2 separate regions of the Vulpes vulpes genome follow, and region 1 is linked to region 2. A link is a contact called in public Hi-C data. All regions are on one chromosome and are shown on one strand. Each heading gives the region's core, a stretch centred on a gene start, on an enhancer-like site or on the middle of the called end of the contact. The rest is flanking DNA. Distances are from core to core; before and after follow the strand shown. Region 1 holds the start of BOD1 (biorientation of chromosomes in cell division 1). Region 2 holds the start of C4H5orf47 (chromosome 4 C5orf47 homolog).

Region 1 (2,700 bases), core at 43-2,542, 300 kb after region 2:
TACCTGGTGTGTGATGCCCACAAGATCTCAGGAGTGACATAGCTTGGGTTAAATGCTGCAAAATTTGGATTCAGAAAACCTGGGTTCAAAGCCTCCTCTTCAGCCTCTAGCTATGTGATCAGGCGACATACGGTCTCCATTTCTGCATCTGTAAAACAGCAGTGACATTACCTGCTTTTTAGTTTCTTGCCAAGTGTAAAGTGTTTAGTATCGTGCCTGACATATCCCATTTACTTGATATTAATTTATTATCATCACCACTATTATTGGCAGTGTCTATTATCTGGGAGGAAACCCACACACGCAGGAAAAGAATTCACGGAAACTTTTGTCTTCTTTTCACAATGTTGTCATTTTCCAATTTCCTAAAAGTGTGCACTGATATTAAAATCTGAAGGGAGGGGATCCCGGGGCGGCTCAGCGGTTTAGCGCCGCTGTCTGCCCAGGGCGTGATCCTGGAGACCCCAGATCAAGTCCCACGTCGGGCTCCCTGCATGGAGCCTGCTGTGTCTCTCATGAATAAATTTTAAAAATCTTTTTTTTTTTTTTTTAAATATGAAGGGAGAGGGACGCCTGGGTGCCTCAGCGGTTGAGCGTCTGCCTTCGGCCCAGGGCGTGATCCTGGGGTCTCGGGATCGAGTCCCTCCTCGGGCTCCCTGCATGGAGCCTGCTCCTCCCTCTGCCTGTATCTCTGCCTCTCTCTGTGTGTCTTTCAGGATTAACAAATAAAATCTTAAAAAAAAAAAAAAAGAATAAAATCTGAAGGGAGAGAAAGTACCTTTCTCTTTTTGGCATAATATAAATTTGACTAGTCTACTGTTGCCCAAATTGCCCGGGCTCCTATTGCTCAAGGAGGGCGTTGGGTGTCGTGTTAAAAGCACAGACTCCTAGAGCCCGACCGAAAAATACTGAATCCGAACACGTCACGAACAAACCTGTTTATACTTTTAACGAGTCCCACAGATGATTCTTATCATTAGGCAGTTGGGTGGGACCTGCTGGTTTAAAACCAGCGGGGCAGTGACTGCGCGAGAAACGCCAGCGCAGGTTGCGGCAATCACGAGGGCCCGGGCCTCCAATTCGCGTTCTGTCCCGCACACTGGCGCCGAGCGAGCAGGAGCCTGGGGGTTGTAGTTTCCATCAGCCAGACCTCTGCCTATAAGAAAGGCGAGGATGACTGCCGAAAACTTCCCGCCCCACAATGCAAAGGCCAGCGGTGACGTCATCCGCGGAGCGCCGGAGATGGAGCGGGCAGTTGCTACCGCTCCTACCACTACCCCCGTTGCCTCGGAGCCGGCTTCCTCTGCCACCGCCGCCGCCGCCCCCCCCGCCCCCGCCCTCGCCCCCTCCCTGCCCTCCCCTCCCCCCTCCGCCTCCCCTTTCTCCACCTCCCCCGCCGCCTCCTTCTTGGGCGCTTCTGCCATCTCTGCACGACTCAGTCTCTCTGTCCCTGAGCAGCCGTGTTCGGTCTCCTTTGTGGTCCCGGGGCGCAGCCATGGCGGACGGCGGCGGCGGCGGGGGCCCCGGCTCGGTGGGCGGCGGCGGAGCGGGCCAGGCCTCAGCGGGGTCGGCCACGGGCGCGACGGGGGCTGGTGGGAGCGGCGGCCCCATCAACCCGGCCTCGCTGCCTCCCGGCGACCCGCAGCTCATCGCTCTCATCGTGGAGCAGCTCAAGAGCAGGGGCCTGTTTGACAGCTTCCGCCGGGACTGCCTGGCCGACGTGGACACCAAGGTAGCCGGGGCCGGGCGTGAGGACGGCAGGGTTGCAGCTTGGCTTTTCTAAAGCAGAGAGAAAACCAGAAGATACTTTAAACCGCTTGAGGCAGTGCAGAAAGCTTCCTGAGTCGTGTACACGTGGGTTGGGCTCCCAGCCCCATCACTGCTGGCTGGGCGGCAGTCCAGTCCTTCCTGTGATCGTAGGGGAGAGAGCCTACATCCTCTTTCCCAAGCTGAGACGTCTTTGAGCCCCTCAGTAACAAACCTCTGTGTGTTAAGAACGTTGGAGAAGACCAGTAAGGAAGCGAGAATGGCGTGAGTGCGCCGTCATCACAGTGTGGTAGCTAGCTATTCCTTCTTTCCGCTAGCTTAGTGATTTGCACTTTGGGTATCCAGTCGAATTAAGGTACACCCTTAATTGCCCTTTTACTCCAGAACCGACACCCTTTTACTCCACCGTGGCTTAAAGGGGATTTGGTGCCAATTTTAGATCCGAATGCCTCCTAGTAAAATGCTATTTCATGTTACTTGCCACAGTGCTGGGAATTCCATGAAGCCACGTGTTATCAGACATAACAGTAGTTGCTGGAATGTTCCATTTTCTCCCTTTTCAGAAGCTTTTCTAAGAAGATTAGGTTTGTCGGTTTGGGAGGCCCTGCTAACTCCTCTAGGGAAGTGATTTCTCCTCTCTGAGAAAATCTGCCTATCTAACAGGAGGACTGTGAACTTAAAATTGCAACTCAGAGATAGGAAAAGACATCCTCCATTTAGTCATTGAAATTTACTGGCCTATAGCATGTGGGCTGTGTGGATACAGGAACAAGTAAGTCATTACCTGTCCTCAAAGCTTGTACTGTAGGGTAGAAAACTGACATGTGGACCTGATAGTATAAACAGTAAGTGGTGCTAGAAGTGGTTAATGCTTAATTTTCCTTATGTGAGGCGTCTCAGATACATCACAACTGAGTTTCCACCATTCCCGGG
Region 2 (2,700 bases), core at 179-2,678:
TGGGGTAAGAGATATGTTCCAAAATTGAGTGTGGTGATGGTTGCCCATCTCTATGAAAAGCACTGAGTTGTACACTTTAAATAGGTAAGCTGAACTGTGAACGTCTCCATAAACTCTCCAAAAAGCACAGGTGGAGGGAGTAAGCCCTCAAAAACGAGGGAGATGGAAATGCTCTGTACCTTAATTGTGTCGCTAAAAATATAACCTTATCAAATCTCGGCATGTATATACATGAACCTTAAATACGGTTTGTTCATTTATTTTTTTTAAGATCAAGAAGTGGGGCGCCTGGGTGGCTCATCTGATTTCACCTCAGGTCATGATGTCAAGGTCCTGAGGTCAAGTCCCACCCCCAGATCCACCTCAGCACAGAGTCGGCTTCTGTGGCTCCCTCTGCCTCTCCCCCTGCTAGCTCGCTCTCTCTTTCTTTTTTTTTTTTTTTTTTTTTTTTTTTTTTTTTATGATAGTCACAGAGAGAGAGAGAGAGAGGCAGAGACACAGGCAGAGGGAGAAGCAGGCTCCATGCCCCGGGAGCCCGACGTGGGATTCGATCCCGGATCTCCAGGATCGCGCCCTGGGCCAAAGGCAGGCGCCAAACCGCTGCGCCACCCAGGGATCCCTCGCTCTCTCTTTCTGAAAGAAAAGAAGGAAGGAAGGAAGATCAGGAAGCTTCCTAGACACAAACAAGCACGCAGAGGGGGTTATGGAGGAGGAAACCCCGTTTGCAACGGAAGGTCGAACACCTAGGAAGGAATTCAATAAGACACAGGCAACACCTATAGGGACGTTTCACACACAGAGCATGCCCATGCCCGAAACACGCGCACGCGGACGGACGAGGGGAAGACCTCCCGCGCGTCGCGTCGAGGCCCGTGCCTCCCTCAGCGCGGCGAAGACGGCGGCCCCGCGGCACAGACAAGCCGCCCGGCCCCTCGCGGTGGCAGACGCAAGGGGCTCCGTCCCGTGACCTCCCGCGGCAGCCCGGCTCATCTCGCGGGACCGCACCTGCCCTCCGCAGCCGGGCGGGAAGGCCGAGGGCTGAGGCGCCCACCGCCGACACCCGGGCACCCGGGCGCCCGCCCCCCCGCCCGCCCGCCAGGCGCCACCTGCCACCTGCTCGCGCCGCCGGCGAGGTACCGCTCTGCGCGCTCGACGCCCGCGCCGGCGGGGAGACGGCGGGTTCCCGGGGCCGGGGGCCGGGGGCGAGCTCCGCGCCGTCCGGGGCCGCCGCCCGCGGTTCCTCGGGGCTGCCTGCGGCCCGGCGCCCGGGGTTCCCGCGGCCCTGAGCCCGGCGGCCGCCCAGCCGCAAGACGCCGCCGCACCGGTGCGAGCCGAAGCGCGTCACGTAGACGAAGCGCGTCAGGCTCCGCTCCTGCCCCCGGGCGGCCGCCGCCATCGCCGCCGAGTTTCCTCAGAAGCCCCGCGTAGCCCTGGGCGGGAGGGCGGGGACGCGGGGGGGCGGGGGCGGGGCCACTGCGCGCGCGGCGGGGTGGGCGTGAGGGGCGGGACGGCGTGGGCAGGTGGGGGCGCGGGGACACGGCGTCGTCGGGGGCGGGGGCGGGGCGGGGCGGGCCGCCCTGCGCGGGCGGGAGAGCGGCAGGGCTTTGGCTGGGGCGCAGAGGGAAGGTGGTGGCAAGGTTTGGGGACCGCGTCACGGGGGTGGGGGGGGGCGGGGAGGCGGGGACAGGGCGGTGGGGGAGGGGGCAGGCCCCTGGGGCAGCCTCCCGCGGCTGGGTGTGCCCGGCTCCCCCGGCTCCCCCGTGAGCCCTGACCCTGGCTTGCGCAGGCTGGAGCGCGGGCGGTGAAGTTGGGGGCCGGGGGCGCGGGAGGGGACACAGCACCCCGTGCTGCCCGAGGGTTCCCGGGGCACCTTGGCCGGGCATAGTCGTGCTGGGCCTTCTGGGCCTCGGGCCAGCGTCTTTCCCGCCCCGACGTGCGGCCCATGGGGTGCGGCTGCTGCCCAGCTGGGTTATTTGGGCAAGCTACTTTTCCTCTCTAAGCTTTCGGTTTCCTCAGGTGTAAATTCAGGATGACGGGGCTAAATCAAAATAAGGCCTATTGAGTACTGGCACATAGAGTTGCCGTAGGCTTCACCTCCATGTCACGGTTATTGAGCACATACCCTGTGAAGTGCATGTGGCCATAGCTTTACATCTGTACTTTGCAAATGGTTGTCCCATAGACCATCCTTTCAAATCGTGCAGCATTTCACAGCAAAGAAACTGAAGTTCCAAAATGAGTGACTTCCCCAAAGTAACAGGCAGGACAGAGACATATTTTCTTAAAATGAATCTTTTTAAATTGAATTATAAAGTGCAGAAAACTGTACCAATCATCAGTATACAGATCGATGAATTTTCACACACTAAATATATCCACGTAATATCCACCCAGGGTAAGAAATGGTGCAGTGCAGAAGCACCTCATGTTCTCACCCAGGCCCAATCCCTTTGCTTTCTTTGTTTCTATGTGGGGGTTTTCATTCTGTTCTCAATCATTAAGAGGAGTTTTTAATATATTCTGTATATTAGGTATTTGTTACTTGTATGTATTGCAATTTTTTTCTCATCTGTGATTCACCTTTTATTCTGTCTACGAACTCTATTGAGATGATTATGTAATTTCACTCCCTTATTGTATAAATGTGATGAATTGCATTGATCGAATTCCAATGTTAAACCAACCCTCTAATCTGGGATA

What was found. A called contact is a pair of places that touch in the nucleus more often than the background predicts.
Region 1: a Hi-C map of skeletal muscle shows a contact between it and region 2, with 4 times the contacts expected there. The contact joins the promoter of BOD1 here to the promoter of C4H5orf47 in region 2. A contact is called at or near these places in 2 of 3 Hi-C or Micro-C datasets (both in skeletal muscle).

The regions. Positions count from the first base shown.
Region 1 is chr4:97,688,883-97,691,582 of VulVul3, forward strand. It overlaps BOD1 (biorientation of chromosomes in cell division 1), which reads left to right and starts at 1,293. Exons shown (of 4, transcript XR_012001172.1): 1 at 1,293-1,732. LOC112926062 (a long non-coding RNA gene) reads right to left here and starts at 1,104. Exons shown (of 5, transcript XR_012001173.1): 1 at 936-1,104; 2 at 4-148.
Region 2 is chr4:97,388,219-97,390,918 of VulVul3, forward strand. It overlaps C4H5orf47 (chromosome 4 C5orf47 homolog), which reads right to left and starts at 1,429. Exons shown (of 4, transcript XM_072756571.1): 1 at 1,114-1,429. The coding sequence starts at 1,396.